Linked DNA regions of Anser cygnoides: regions 2 and 3 are each linked to region 1. A link is a contact called in public Hi-C data. All regions are on one chromosome and are shown on one strand. Each heading gives the region's core, a stretch centred on a gene start, on an enhancer-like site or on the middle of the called end of the contact. The rest is flanking DNA. Distances are from core to core; before and after follow the strand shown.

Evidence for each region. Hi-C and Micro-C count contacts between places; a contact is called where the count stands out from the background.
Region 2: a Hi-C map of liver shows a contact between it and region 1, with 14 times the contacts expected there. The contact joins the promoter of SLC25A12 here to the promoter of ITGA6 in region 1. A contact is called at or near these places in 2 of 7 Hi-C or Micro-C datasets (both in liver).
Region 3: a Hi-C map of liver shows a contact between it and region 1, with 8 times the contacts expected there. The contact joins the promoter of METAP1D here to the promoter of ITGA6 in region 1. A contact is called at or near these places in 2 of 7 Hi-C or Micro-C datasets (both in liver).

Annotation. Positions count from the first base shown.
Region 1 is chr6:20,669,659-20,674,759 of Taihu_goose_T2T_genome, forward strand. It overlaps ITGA6 (integrin subunit alpha 6), which reads right to left and starts at 2,387. Exons shown (of 26, transcript XM_048061610.2): 1 at 2,119-2,387. The coding sequence starts at 2,279. LOC125182528 (a long non-coding RNA gene) reads right to left here. Exons shown (of 5, transcript XR_010832263.1): 5 at 4,368-4,692.
Region 2 is chr6:20,845,614-20,850,714 of Taihu_goose_T2T_genome, forward strand. SLC25A12 (solute carrier family 25 member 12) reads left to right here and starts at 2,355. Exons shown (of 18, transcript XM_048061541.2): 1 at 2,355-2,545; 2 at 3,008-3,061. The coding sequence starts at 2,534. HAT1 (histone acetyltransferase 1) reads right to left here and starts at 2,239. Exons shown (of 11, transcript XM_048061568.2): 1 at 2,088-2,239. The coding sequence starts at 2,094.
Region 3 is chr6:20,816,982-20,822,082 of Taihu_goose_T2T_genome, forward strand. It overlaps METAP1D (methionyl aminopeptidase type 1D, mitochondrial), which reads right to left and starts at 2,055. Exons shown (of 10, transcript XM_066999505.1): 1 at 1,918-2,055. The coding sequence starts at 1,957.

The DNA of each region.
Region 1 (5,101 bases), core at 1,137-3,636:
TTGTTCCACATCACTGACTAAAACATTCCTTGAACAGAATCACATATTTCACCTTTTCTCCTTTGTTTTCCCAAGGACTTACTGACTGTGCACATATCAGTTATAACCTGTGTCTAATTTCATAAAGTTGGGGTTGGCAGGGTGGTTTTCTGGGGGGGACTGGGGTTCCCTTCCACATGAGAACCCGAGTATCACTTTCAATCAAGTTTCAATGATGAAATGGGTTTCGGGTATTCTAGCAACCACTTAAGTGTCTGCACTCAAACTGTAACTGAGCTTTAAAGTTAGCCAGTCCTTGGTGAGATGTCATGGTAAAATTACTTCTATCAGTCTTGAGAGAGTTCCTCTAGTTACAGATAATGGGCAGCATACAGGGACTACGCACTTTTCTGAGTATGAGACCTCAACATGATCTCCATTCTCATAACTTCACCAAATACCTGGAGAGCAGACAGCTTGTTCCACCTATAAACAGCCAAGCTATTTAGAAACTAGTATCTGTGGAACATGCCAAACAAATTGTTTAATATTAGTGTCACTCATTTGTAAATCATGTCATCATTTACAAACATGCAGCCTAATATGAGAGCCTTCACTTCAAGTTTCTCCATTAAAACTCCCATTTTATTTCACAAGATGTAACAAAGTGAGCTTAACATGCCTATATCCATACAAAAGATAGTGACAGTCCAGCACATTTAGTATCTTTTTCAGCCGCATTACTACTACCCCTACTCCAGAAAAATGATGCTCAAAGTGACTGTGGCGTGGCTGTGCTACGTAAAAGAACTGAACGCAGGTTTTCCAAGCAGCTACATGGGGCAGCACTCAAATGCTTTATGTTAAAATACGCAGAAGAAATTTTAAAAAAATAGCCAAGACATCTCATACTAAGAACCATGCATCATAAAACACTTTCTCTAGTCTGGTTTTTCCTCTATTTGAGACCCCTGCTTCTCATGAAAGCCTGGATTCAGAAAGCCATGCCAACACAGTTAGCATCTGGCTCTGCTCTGTACTCAGACTTGGACTGCCAGAGGAAGCACTCACTGTACATACAATACACAACTTTCATGCTAACAATCTCTGAGGCATTTCAGTCAAACACTACAAACCAGTTTGAATACTGTGACTGCTCTTGTATTTCTACTGACTAATTGGCTTTCCATCTCTGCATAGTCTGACGCACTCATTCTATCAGCATTTGACAACATAATGGCCAACTAATAACCTTCAGGCACTGCTTTCTTAGTAGAACTAAGTGAGACCAATGCACACGTAATCCTGCCAAGAATTAAGTCAAGGGCCTCTAGAAAGAAACTCAGATCCGTGTTTGATTCTTCAGGCTATACAACTGGGTCACATTGCATACCAGACAGAAGATGGAACCTGTGATTTATACTCCTTTACACACTGTAATTTCTACGAAATCATACAAAACGTGAACCTGAGCAAAACAGGTACAAAGAACTTTTAACAACGTTTATCTGTTAACTTTATCGAGGATACGATTTCTTCCCAACTTCCTTCTCCCGTACACTTGATATACAACAACAGGCTCATCTTCCCTTAAATCAAAACTAAGCACTTGGGGTAAGAGACATTCGTTTCCTAACAATACCTTACACAAGACACACTCCATCCAGCACTACCGCACAGGACAAGACTAATCAGTTACCTCCACGGAAAGCAAGGAACCCTCAGTTCTCCCGACGACGCACAAAGAAGCCTTGCTCTGCTTTCTGCGTTTCGCAGAGGGGCTCCCGGCTCTCCCCTCGCCCCGCCAGCAGCGCTTTGCGCCCCCCCGCTCCGCCTCCCACCTGCCCGCTCCGCAGCGGGGGCGCCCGCGCTGCACTGGGCGGCCGAGGCCGAGATCGGCCCGGGCCCGGGGCACAGCCGCCGCCGCGCGCGGTCCTCGCCGGGATTTTTGCTCCTCTGCCCCGCCGAGCCCCCCCCGGGGCGGCCGGGCGGCCCCTCGCTGCCCCCGGGCGCTCGGGGCAGGTGCCGCCCGTGTCCCCCGTCCCTCCCCCGAAGCCCCCCGCGTGCCGCCGGGCGGGGGCTGCGTGCCGGGTAGCGCTCCGGCGGTGGAAGGGACGCGGACCCGGCGGGAGCACTTACAGCCGTCTCTCCTGCGGCTGCAGCTGCCGGTGCATGGCTAGGGAGAAGCCGAAGAGGCTGCCCGGCTCGCCGCGCCGCACGATCACGCGCTCTGTGTCCAGGTTGAAGGCGCCGGCCAGCCCCGGCAGGAGGGGCAGGTACAAGAGGAGCGCGGCCGCCATCTGCGCCTGCCGGGCACGGGAAAGCCGCCGCCGATCCGCCGAGCGCCGCCGCTCCCCCGCTGCGCCCCGCCGCACGGAGCCCGCCCCGCCCCGCCCCGCCCGGCCCCCGCGCGGCGGCTCCCGCCGAGCAGCCCCGCGCCTCCGCAGCGGGGGCGGCACAAAATGTCCGCCGGCCCCCGCCCCGCAGGGCACGGCACGGCACGGCACGGCCCAGCCGAGGGCGCCGCCCCGCCTCCCTCGCCCCCAGCCCCTGCTTCTGGGAGGTTGGGACGGAAAAGAACAGCGGGCCCCGGCGGCTACGAGCAAAGGGGCCGGGCGGTGAGCACCTGCAGCCCGCCTTCCCCAAGGGGCCGCCCGACAGCGCTGCGGTCTGCGGTCCCCAAAGGGCACAGCACGAGGGAAAAAGAGTCAGCGACTTTGTACCTGTGTTTGCCAGACTCTTTAGACAGCACGTGGGAACACGCTTCTTTAAACCTCATTCCTTCACTGCCTTTCCTGTCCTTAAACGGGTACCTTACCCTTACGCTTCAAGCGTTTGAAAACAGTACGTGGTTTAGTATCCCCTATTTTATCTCATGCTTTCAGCCGTAGTTCCAAAAGAGTAACCTCACTAACTCAAAAGTGCAGGTGTACCTCAGTGCACTTCATCCACCCAGGAGAGGGGTTCAAGGTGTCAACCTAGTCTTGTTTTAGGGCTCTGGGTTAGGGAAGTGAACACAAGGTCTTGGAAACCTTTCACCTGTCAAGCAACATGACAATACTTTTTTTCCACCAGCATCTGAGACAGGAGAAGGGAAGCTTTTTTCCCCACAAGATTCCAGAAAAATAATAATAAAAATAATAATAGAGATTTGAGCCCTCACACATGATAATACTCCAAATAATTTCTTCTGGAACAATACCATGCTCCCAGGGAGTTAATCCAGGCTACTTTTTCCAGAGTAATTATTCTAGGATAACTCCATGTATAGACAAGTCTTTGGCTCAAGACCAAAACACCCTTGATCAAAAGAGAGGAGAAAACACACGAGAAATGTGCATCTAATGTGGAAACAAAGCATGTTGTTAAATTAGGCTCCCTGATATTTACTGCTATTAGGAACCTTCCCGGCTTGCTCTTGCCTCAATCATTCCAAGTCTTAATCCGTTGTTCAATCACTTTGCAGTCACTGCCATGGCAGAAAACTGTACTGGCACGAACACTGCCCTACAGTTTCACCGAAGGCTCATAGAGGGAAGGGTCCCAGTCTAATTACAATAAAGTAGGCTTACTCAAATCCGTGTATTTCACAGTAATTAGTAAAGATTTGAAAACAAGTCTTTTTAAAACAGTGTTGATGTCTGTACCAAAATCTTAGCAATGTGCCCTTCAGGACCATTTAAACTCGCATGCTATAATACTCTTACAGTAACTGTAAAAGCAATACTTGTACTTAGTAACTCCTGTTAGGAGTCACAGTACTTCCACGCTGTATCCTGAGCCACATGAATTACTTTGGCACATTAGGTTCATCTGACATCTGCCTCTCCCTCCCACCAGCGCTGCCTGGGCATGTTTTACCTGTTTGTTGTTACCCATAGATGTTTCCCTTCAGCAATGTCTTTCTCATCTCCAGATGCAGTAACACGCATTCCAAGACATAGTTGTATTAAAGCCTGTCTCAAGTGACCACACCAGGAACAACAAAAATAGACTGCATAAAGGGTGGAGCAGAAGTGCGCACAAACAGCTTAGAGTTACCTTGGATCTCATCATTTTGTACTATTTTAATTTGCTGCATGTGAGGAGAGGAAAAAAATGTTTGAAAAATGTCTATTTCCTTCCTTTGCCCTTCCTCAAAAAAAAAATGCTGTGGATTATAGATAATTAACACATACCTCAGCAATTCCTTCATGCCATCTCTGGATAAAGGGGGACCAACATTAGGCATGATGACCAATTAAACATGACCACGCTGCTATGCGTAACAAAGCAATTCTAAGAAAGGCAATGGCCAGATCAAAGCTGAGTAGCTATCTTTATTATCTATATTATATATAGATATAACAACTGCTTTGCTGTAGCCAAGTTTTCAAGCTGCCTGCTTATTAATGGTGGGTTGATACACAGCCAAAGGTGGTCTCCTGCTGTGCCTACATATTGAGCTAGCCTTAGTGCCAGCAATACTTTCCTCCTCCATACAATTGTGTAGTTAATTAAAAAGGAAAAAAAAATATTTTCTGGAAAATAGAGGTGGGATGGAAAAACTAGTGCTTGGCAAGACATTTTAGGCTTTCCCTAAAAGGAGGGCAAGGAAAAAAGCTTTATATTTCTGAACTTTTATCATTTATATGAACAACACATGTCACGCAAAGAAAAACAGAACTTGTGGAATCTCAGCTGTGAAGCTTTAATGCAGCACATCAAATGGTCCTGAAAAAAACAAAATATGTAAACATCCCCTTCACATGTCATTATAAAAAAATGCTTGATTTTATAATTGATGTAATTCCAGACAAGAAAAATTGATACAGACCAAAGAGGTTTGTTTTATTGTGCAAGTTCTAAAGCTATAAAGTTGTTTCAGTTTGGAAACTGAAACTAGATTTAAGAGTTAATAGCCTGAATCAACCTTCTGGATGATTTCTCCTGCATGCAGTACACACACACTGTGTAAAACCACTCTGTTCTCCAAATTATTTACCTTTACTGAACAGATGCATCTCAACAGCTACAGTAAACACTTGAATTTTTATGCAGCCAGGCTATTTTTGCTCATATATTCTCTATGGCTGTTATGGTTCTGTGTTAACAATGATGTTAGGACTAGCAAACAGCAGTG
Region 2 (5,101 bases), core at 1,105-3,604, 180 kb after region 1:
TTAAAACTCATTACTAATAAAACACATTGGAAAGCAACAAGTAAAAACTAAGAATTCAGTCTGACAAATGTTTCTTTTCAAGAACACACGCATTTGCACATCAGTATTTCAAGATACCTAGTTCATCCCAATTCTAATTTCTTATTACTTCTCCGGAGAGCAGGGGTGCCCTGAAGCCTCATACCAGAGTAACGCTCTATTGGACATGCATTACTAGGCTCATCATTCCAGCTCTGTAAGAGTTGGAGACTCTTGTCCCGATGACACCCGGATCTACATGAAGCTATAGTCAAATGTAATGCTCTGCCAGAGGACTCAAAGCATACCTTTATGGGAGAACACCTTACTTCCTGTAAACATTGCCACTTCCTTTAAGAGGCAAAACAAATCTGTTTTCATAATAACTACACCTTTCTAAAAAATTCATGTCACCTCCTATAAGCATGCTTTAGTTTACAGAGACATAACTATACAAAAACTACACAAAACAAATGCAGTGAGTAAGCACAGGGTATGGTTGACTGTTACAAGTTTCACATCCCCATCAACCTCTATCCCAAGCCGTAGAACCAAATTAGAACACACAAATGTTGTCAAATATGTAAACAAGAAACACCGCAGAGACTGTTGGCTCAACCACTAAAACAGAAGCAAGAAACGTGCACCATTCACACCCCACCTGCCAGTTTTCTTATTGGGACTTAAGGAAACATTATTCTGCAAATGGAGAAAGAGGAGCCAAGTTCTGTGCCTGAGATCTCAAAAGAGCATTTTTCCCCCTAAACATCAGAGCTCTCAGCTGGCTAAAGAGTCTTTGCTAACGCAGGATTTTGATGCAAATCCATTTACTGAAAGCTTCAAATGGCACTAACAAAGATTCCTGTATTTCATCCAGTAAAAGATCACTTAAAAAGTGATTATGGAAAGAACATTTTTGGTAATCTTTTTTTCCCCCGAAGCAGAAATTGAACAGGCAAGTAATATATAAAAATGTGCAGATATGCCTCCAGATGTTACGTTACAGAGCTATCTTGATATCTGTATAAAACGAGGAAAATGAATTTCCTTCTTACAGACTGAGGACTCAACAAGGATTTGAAAATAAATACGTCACATGGAAGGAATACTTTTTCACCCAACAACGTAATTAGAGACTGGTGGTCTCAAAATAAAAGAACAGACCTAAAGCCGAAAAGCATACATCGGCTGCTTTGGAAGACTAAAGTTTTGTAACTTTACTGACTTCATTTCAGAACACACCACCCCTCTAGTAAGTAAGTTTTAGTTTTTTATCCTTCCTACTTTTTAAAGGCTCTATTGTTTTTTGCTTTAAGACTGGCAAATCTGTTTTCCGCACTAAGAAATGTTTTCCAAAAGACAGGCAGACGCTGTATTTGAAGAGCAGTAAATAGACTGAAAAAGAAAGCTGGTGACAGACTGTCAGCCAGGAAAAACAAAGTTATAATACCCTCCTTTCAGCTTCTCAGGTTTTCTCAAAAGTGTTTGCATACATGGGTGTAAAAAATACTATCCCCAAGCACCACGCGTTACGTTACACGGCTATTTGTTTACCCAGCAACTACAAATACTCTCGGGGAAGACGAAACCCCAAGACCTCTAACAAACATAGGACGTACCTCTTTCAGCTACTATTTTGTTCCTTAGTACGTCTTTTAGCTACTATTCTGTACCTTATTTCTGCACGTTTCCAGTATCTCACAAACAGGTGCTCCTGAATCGGGGCACCCGTACCACCAGCAATGCCCCAGCCACCCCCCTCTCCCAGCGGGGCCGAGGAAGGCGACACGAAGCCAGCCGCAGCCGGCCCTCGGCACCACGCAGAGCGCCGGCCGGCAGCGGAGCGCCCCTTCCCCTGCCAGCCTCCGCGTCCCCTCCTGCCAGCGGCGCCATCACGGCGCTCCCCTGCAGCCCCGAGCTCCCCGTGGGCGGCTTGAGGAGCAACGGCGGCTTCACGACGAGCCGCCCGCCCTGCCTGCCCGCCCGCCCGCCCTGCCAGCCTGCCGGCCTCCCTGCCGGCCGCTGCCGGCCCCCCCCGCCGCCCACCGGCGCCCCGTCCCGCGCCTCACCCGCCATTTCGGAGCGGGGCAGGACCAACCAGCCCGCGCGCCCACCCGCCGGAAGTGAGAACACGCGCCCCCGCTCCTTCTTCCGCTTCCGCCCGCGGCACGCAGCGAACGGCTGGTGCTGGCCGAGGCACGGCGCTCGCGCGCATGCCCGCTGCCACCCCCGCGGGCCACGCCCCCCTGCGGCGGCAGCCTGTGGGAAGGGCGTGCGCGCCGCGGCTCATTTGCATAGCCCCGCCCGCTGCCGGCACAGCGCGGGCTGCACGGGCCGGGCGGGCGCACGCTCAGTGCTGCGGCCTCGCGTCTGCCCTGTCAGCGTCCGCGGCAGCGTGAAGGCGCTGAAGGGGCGGGGCGCTCCGCTCGGTACCACAGCGCTGCGCTGGGGCGGCGCGTGGAGGCTCCTCGCGCTCCTCCTCCTCCTGCCGCTGCTGCTGGCGGCCGGGCGCAGCATGGCGGTCAAGGTGACTCTACCCCCACGCCGCTCGGCTCGTGAGGAGGCGGGGGGCGGCCGGGAGGCGCCGGGCGGTGAGGGGGCTGCGGGCGGTGAGGGGGCGGCCGCCGCCATTACGGGGCAGCCCCGCGGGGGGCCAGGGGAAGGCGGCGGGGCGGCCGCGGGGAAGGGACGAGCGCAGCCCGTGCTGCCTCCGCCTCCTGAGGGGAGGCGGCGGGGAGCCGCGGGGTGGCGGCCGGGCGCCCCCCGGGGCGGTCGTGGCACCGGAGAGCCGCCGGGTTTCAGCAGCTGGCAGCGGCCCTTGGGTTACGGGAGCGTGCGGCGGTAACCGCAGGGGTTTCACCTCGGAGAGTCTCCTTATCGCTTAGATAAGGGAGCTGATAGCGCAGCCCTTATCGGTGTCAGTTGCGGGGGTTTTCGCAGCTGTGTCGGTAGCTCAGCTGGTGAAGCATTAACTTGCTTTTATTTGCAGGTGCCCTCAACCAAGAGAGCGGATCCTGCTGAGCTGCGAAATATTTTTTTGCAGGTAAACGGACCTGTCAAACGTTGTTTGATTGACGGACTTGTATTTTTGCCTTTCCAGCTGTTAGCCACAGCGTCATATGTGTGTCTTGGTCATGGAGCGCTTAGAAGTGCGTTTCGAGTACACTGTATGTTGAGGGGGTCTTCAGGCGTTGAGGTGAAACTGCTCCTGACACAAATGGTGGTCAACCACTCCAAATTCTAATCTTAAGTAATTCTCTGAAGTATTTTCTAACTTTCTATAACAAATAATTTCATCCATAGCTGTTATTTTTAAATAAACTTTTACACGATTCTAAAAAATACTTCTTATTAAGACTGTATACTTGTATAGCTTTTATGTGATCCTCTTATAAATAGATAGATTTCTGGTGATGTTTTTAGAATTTAAACTTTTTTTTTTAAGATTGATGTATTTCATAATATTATCTCTTGCAGGACATTGAAATTACCATACTTAATTAATAATGTGAAGCTTTATCCATTCCCTTTAGTTACAGTGAAGCATGATCTGAAAGAAAAATCCCATCAGTCTTAAAGCTTTAAGGTTTGAAGGTCCTATGTTTTAGGTCCACGATTAATTCATGGATGTTTCCAAAATCACTAAAATATCTTTTTTCTTTCCTGATGAGTATTACACAGTATATTCAAGAAGCTTAACTCTATGAGAAAGGGAAGAATGTAAATATTAGAGCTAATATTGTAAATAATGAGCTCGAGTATGACATCTCTGATGTGCAGCTTTTGGACCTACCTTGTTATCTAACATGTAAGAATTAGATGAAGAAAGCTTTTTGCCCAAGAGAGAGACATGATATCTCAACTATTATTTGGGGGGATTTTTGATTTTGTGTAACAGATTACTCTGATAACATCACTGAAGTGTTAAAATTTAGAACTTTGGAATCAAATCATGGAAGCCCAGCTGTTAATTTCTAGTTAAAGTTATTCTATCACAAATTCATTTCTTGTTGATGTGACATTCAGCTTTTGTATGTAAGGGATACAATAAAGTACATTAATCAAACAGGAATCATGAAAATATGAATTTTCATACATATACTTGTAGTGCAAAATTGTTTCCAGAAAAAACCCAAGCCTGATGTGAAAATATTCGGTTTGTAAACGGGAACTTTGCGTGATTCTTGACTTATAGTCACTAGAAGTACTTGCTTCTGGAAATGAGTAAATTGTTTGAAGTCCTTTATTTATTGGTCACTGCACCGAGCCTGTCTGAATTTAAGAAGAGATTGGACTGTGCACTTAGTCACATGGTCTGAACTTTTGGGTAGACCTGTGCAGTATCAAGAGTTGGACTTGATGATCCTTAAGGGTCCCTTCCAACTCAGGATATTCTATGATTCTATGATTCTATGATTTTGGTGATACAGGGAAAAGCGGAGAGGAAGGATGTGGCCCTACAGACAGCTTAGAGATTAAGTTGTACGATACATCCTTTATTCACCTAAAAAACAAACAAACTACAGGCTTAAAAGAGTTTTTTGTTTTTCTCCATATAACTTTCAAAGAAACACGTACATTAAGTTGTAGAATGTTTCATGCCCTCAGAAATCAAAAATACAAAAGCTCTTTTGTATCCCCTTAGGTACATGAGATTTGTCATTAAAAAAAAGACATAACACAGACACTGCTTCAAATAGGAAGAGTTTATAGAAATGGGGGGGTTATTTGATTCTGATTGAAGGTGAAACTATGTTCTTTCTTTGATAGGTAGCAAGCAAACTTATTTGCAAACATTAAAAAAATCTAAAGAGAACCCAGTCTTTCTAAGACTAAGTTATATGTAGAGTCTTGTTATGAAATACTGTTAGTGTTGCACACATCACGGGTCAGATATGTTGTGCTCTTTGCTGAGGGTGCAGGCCTGTTCTGTGAGCTTCAGTTAAAGGGCGTGCATTCCTTCCTAAATTTGGCTTCCCTTGGAAATGGATGCAAGGGAAGATGTGAACTCTAGGCCTCCTTGTCAGCCACCTTATTCATAGAGAGTGTGCTTAAATTTCCTTCTATTCATACGTATCCTCTA
Region 3 (5,101 bases), core at 805-3,304, 150 kb after region 1:
ATAATTATGAAAATTTTCTTTTCATCATTTACAGAAACATAACATCAGAGGTATGAAGAGATATCACATAAGGGGCTATCAAAAAGTAATTTTCATTCTATTTAGGTAGAATAGATTCCCTTAGGTGAGCAGAAATCTAATTTAAATTACTTCTGTCTTTCAATATTTGCAAATTAAATTATACTGAACTGTCCAATTCAGGGAAAATTGGATTTAGCTTAATCAGTCTTGTCTGAACTATGACAGTTTTGCTTTTTCAACTTCTGGAAATATGCATCCACTAGGGGAACTGAATAAGTTCTGATGTCTGGAGGGAGGGATGAAAGCTTAACAAATTTAAATGGCTTGGGTCTATTAACTGGATGATAGACACAGCGTTTACAGGTGTGGATGCAGCTGGAAGCAGCTGTACTGGTCACACATGACCACAACAATATCCAGAACAAAGTCTGCAGATGAAGAACTGCTGAAGCAAGAAATCAAGAATAGTATGAATTTGTACAATAAATTTCAATTCATTTGAGATTCAAAACAAAACAACAACAAAAGACATTCTATGGTACTACATATTACAGATGTGATTCAGTTTCTAACTGGCACATGTGAAAGTGTAAAGGTTTTGACCAGTGTCAGAAATAAAACAAATAGGAGACTCTGAAGGCCAAATCCCGCAGCTCTTCCCAGTGTTCAGCTGAAGCTCAGATTCTAAGACTCCAGTCAAACTGAAATTTCCTTATGAATATGAGCTTTTATCAATGAAAAAATTGACGTGGCTCTTGTGCCCTGCAAAATTCAGAATTAACTGTGAAGAAAAGGCTGCTATATTCTCAAAAGTTTGAAAAGACTTGAACAGAACAAAAAATAGAAATACAGCAGAAGATCATTATCAACAACATGAGAAAACAGATTGAAATTTTATGTCAGCTGCATAGCATTGCAATATTGTGCTTTGGCTGAAAGATGAAGAATTTACAGTCTTAAAAAAAAAGACTCATACAAGTCTTTCATTGAGACCATTGTAAGGTGTTTCTTTCTATTCACACATTTAAGATTTTACAACAGAAGCCAAAAAGAAACACTCACTTAACCGTATGCCCCAAAGAACCTCCAGTCTTACTTAATCTGAGACAAGGAAACACTGAGGGGAAGGAATGAGAGGTAAATAATGTTAACACCAGTAAGAAAACACATTTATCAGTGAGGTACAGAACCGTGTACAATTGCTCTGTAGCGTTACCAAGGCAGTAAAACACGCGGGAGTGAATCGTTTCTGCTGGGCTGTGGTAGAAAAGGCACTTTCAGGAAGACCTCGCTGTGAGAGGACAGGAGCTGAAGAGCCTCTACATGCACGCAAAAGTTACGTGACTCAGTGGGTAGGTACAGCAAACGTATTTATTTCAGTCAAGTTATTATTATTCTTATTTATTTTTTAACCGAAAACTAAGTTTCTGACAGGAATAGTGCGGTGACACGCTCCCGCGGCCGCAGAGCGGCCCGCCAGCAGCCCTCAGGGCCAGCTCCCGGCGCGGCGCGCACCGGGCCGAGCGCTCCTCACCCCGCCCCTTCGCACGGCGCCGAGCCCCACGCTACCGGCGCCGCCGGCCCGGCCCGGCCCGGCCGGGCTCTCCCCCCGCCACCCTGCCGGGGGGCGCAGCGCCGGCACCGCGCGGCCCCGAGCTGCGTACGCGGGGCTCCCACCGTCCGCGGGACGAGGCCCTTCACGCCCCGGGCGCTCAGGCTGGCGGACACGGCTCTCCGGTAGCTTCTCCCGCTGGCGTCAGCCACCAACCTCCCCGCCGGGCAGCGAGACAGCGGCGGCTGGGTGGCGCGCGCTGCCCCGTTTAACCGGCGGCGCCTGCTTCCCGCCCCCCTCCTTCCCTCCCCCCTTCCCTCCCCGCCCCGCGGCGGCGCGCTCACCTCCGCCCCGCAGCACGTTGACAGCTCTGGGCGCCGCCATCTTGGCCGCATGGGGCAGGATCACGTGCACGCGGCAGGCGGGGCGCGGCGGGAGCCGTCCTGCCTCGCGCTGCAGCCGCTACGCGCGCGCTGCGTGAGGCGAGTGCCGCCCGCGGCCGTTAGGGCAGGGCAGTGCCGAGCCCCCGCCGCTTCCCCCCGGGGCGAGGCCCCCGCGCCCGTCAGCCCCGGCGGGGCGGCAGCGCCCCCGGCGCGGGGTCTGTGAAGCGCTCACGGCTGCTCGCCCCTGTGCCGTGTTTTGCGTGGTTAAGCTGAGGCTTAACGCCCCGCGGCCTCGTCAGCTTTCCAGCAGCGAGACAGCGCTTCCCCGGGGGGGCTGGCGGTCCCAGGAGGGCTGCAAGCGTGTCACTCACCAAGTGCTAAAGCTACCTCAACATTTTATTCGAGTTCTTTTTAAACTTATTTTCCCCCTGTACTTTTTTGTTCCGTTGTAGTAAAGTAGCTTTTGTGAAGAAAAGAATGAACTACACAGTCCAGAATGCTGAAGTTACTTTTTGCCGTTACGTTTGCTGTAGAGGCATATGCAGAATATGAAAGAGAAAGCTTGAACCCTGAAACTCAAATATTTCTCAGTTTCAGTGGCACAACCAATTGTTTTGTATTTCAAAAGGATCTAAAAGAGCAAACTTTTATGTAGAGCTTGTCTTTGCAATATTTTTGGGTAGAAATGACAATTAACGAGAACAGACTCAAAGCCCAAGGCAGATAGGAATGGTGATGTTATCTACCCCCGTTATTTACTCTGGAAAAAGCTTGAAAAACGTATGAACTTGAAAGTTACACTATAAGAATTTTTGCCTTTAAGGAGCAAATACCAAGAGTTCTCTGATAACAAAAAAGGTGCTGCAGTCTTCTCAGTGGTCCTGTGTAGACACTAGCACAAGTGCATCATCTGATGAGCTGCCACAGCACAATAGGCGGCCTATCATATAGCTTATATCCAGACCACATAGCATTTTAAAGATCAATACAATATCTTGCACTTTCTCCAAAAATGAAACAATTCACTTCATACAGCCACATTCCGCACCGACACATTTCATGATATTCAGTGAGGGCACTATGATAGGATTTTAACAGAAGAAAAATAGTGCTAGAAGTAAGTCAAGAAAGAGCATTCCTAAGCTGCCTAGTTACACCTCATGAGCATCGTTACAACTACTCCCTGGTGAGAGGTATGTACACATTTAATTCGCAGAGCAGAAATGAGCAAGTCTTTTCGTTGTTGCTAGTTCAACAACATAGTATGGTCTTTCAGGAGTTTGAATTTATCAGGCACCATCTTATCTTATTTTTCCTCTTGGAAAATTTCCTCTCATTCCTTTAGGAATGCAGATACCCAACCACTGGTTCTATGACAATGATGTACAGCTTAAAGCAATCACTTATTATGGCTGCTTCGCATACGTAACTACATGTCTGCTGGCGTGGGAGTGCTTATGTGTGCCTGTAGAGAACACCATATTTCACATGAAAGTAGCCATGGATGATGAGTAATTCACCATCATCTTTTCCTGAACTGTCGCTGAAGGAGAGAAACAAAATGCCCTAAGTTAACCTAGTCTCACCTATCTTACGTGAGTCAAATATTTCCTACTTGGGGGAGTCAAAGGCCACTGTGAGAGAAAATAAAGCAAACATTTGGCTTTTGTCTGTTGCTATAAGGCTGTAATTCCATATTGTAACAGCCAATGGGTTGATGGCATAAGAAAATGCAAGAATTGGATACAATGCTAGAATCACGGTGCTGCCACCTTTGTAATTACCATGCCCTTTAGCGTTAGGTTATTTCACAAATACTTGCAGATATCTGTTAGTGGTTAGACCGGACCAGTTCCTTTTGCAGATCAGAAACCAAGAGAGGATTGATCAAAGACGGACTTCTTAACTGTTTTACTTTCTAAGAGAACAACTGGTCTGTATTTTTTGCAGTTTCTGGATTAATCTTAAAGCCTAACAACAGTCATTATTTGGTAGTCTTTAATTTGTACTTAGATGAAGATTTTCTCCTTTTACTAAGGAATATAAATAACAGATTTAGGCTTATTAGGAAGTTTATACCAGTGAAACATGGATGAATATCTCAGAAAAAGGAGAGAGACTCTATATTCTAACACAGTAAACCCAAAGAATCATACTCTGCTGTTTTCAAGTCCTGTTACCAAAATAAAATGTCACTGTTTCCTCATGTATATAACTGTCTTTTGTTCACATCTGGCAAATCCTCTGAAATGTTTGAGATGACCAGTGGCACCTTGAGTTGTTCTGAGCTTCATGTTGAGAAGCAGCTTTAGAGAAATCACTTTTCAGCTGGGCTCCAAAAAAAAAAGCAAAAGACACGCTAAGGAAGACATAACATTCATTATGCTTTTAGTTGGAAGGATGAAAGCAGCCTGTAACAGTCTATAAAACATCAGAGGTATGGTTCATTAATACATGAAATCTTACCTAGAGCAATATAGAAATACGCTTCTAGTTAAAGTATAGCAATTGGATACTTCTGGGTTTAGGCTCAAACTCCTTAGACTCTCCTATTTGAGATTGTCTTAAGAGATGATTTAGTTTACAGCATTTTTTGCTCGTCAGGCTCGTGCTGTTTGGGTCCTGGTCTAATCATAAGTAGGGGTCCTTTTTTCAGCACTGTGTTTATCTATCCATGGTGAGATAGTTTGAAAACCCAAACCTGAAAAAAAAAAAACCACCAAAACCGCTAGCTCTACAGGGGGAAAATAGTAATGATAATTTTGTGCTAGTTTAATTCAGTGGAACAGTTCATGGTGAGACCAAATGAATGCTAATACTGATGCCCAAGAAAGTGCAAGTGCACTAATTTGTGGCTGGGAGACTGCAGTGTGGCCACTCTGATTTAGGGTGGCTTTATGTGCTGTGGAACTGAATTCTTAATCATTACCACTTGCCCGTTAATCAAACAAATTCAGTGATTCTTATTTCCCTTTATGCTCCTAGCTTATTGATCCCATGTATTCCCCTGTGCTGGTCCTGGAATGCATCTGGTATCTCAGTGAGACAGCCCAGCATGCTAAACTAGCTAAACCCAGTTTGTTGTTTTTTTTGTTTGTTTGTTTGTTTTGGTTGGTTGGTTGGTTGGTTATTTTTTTTCCCCCAT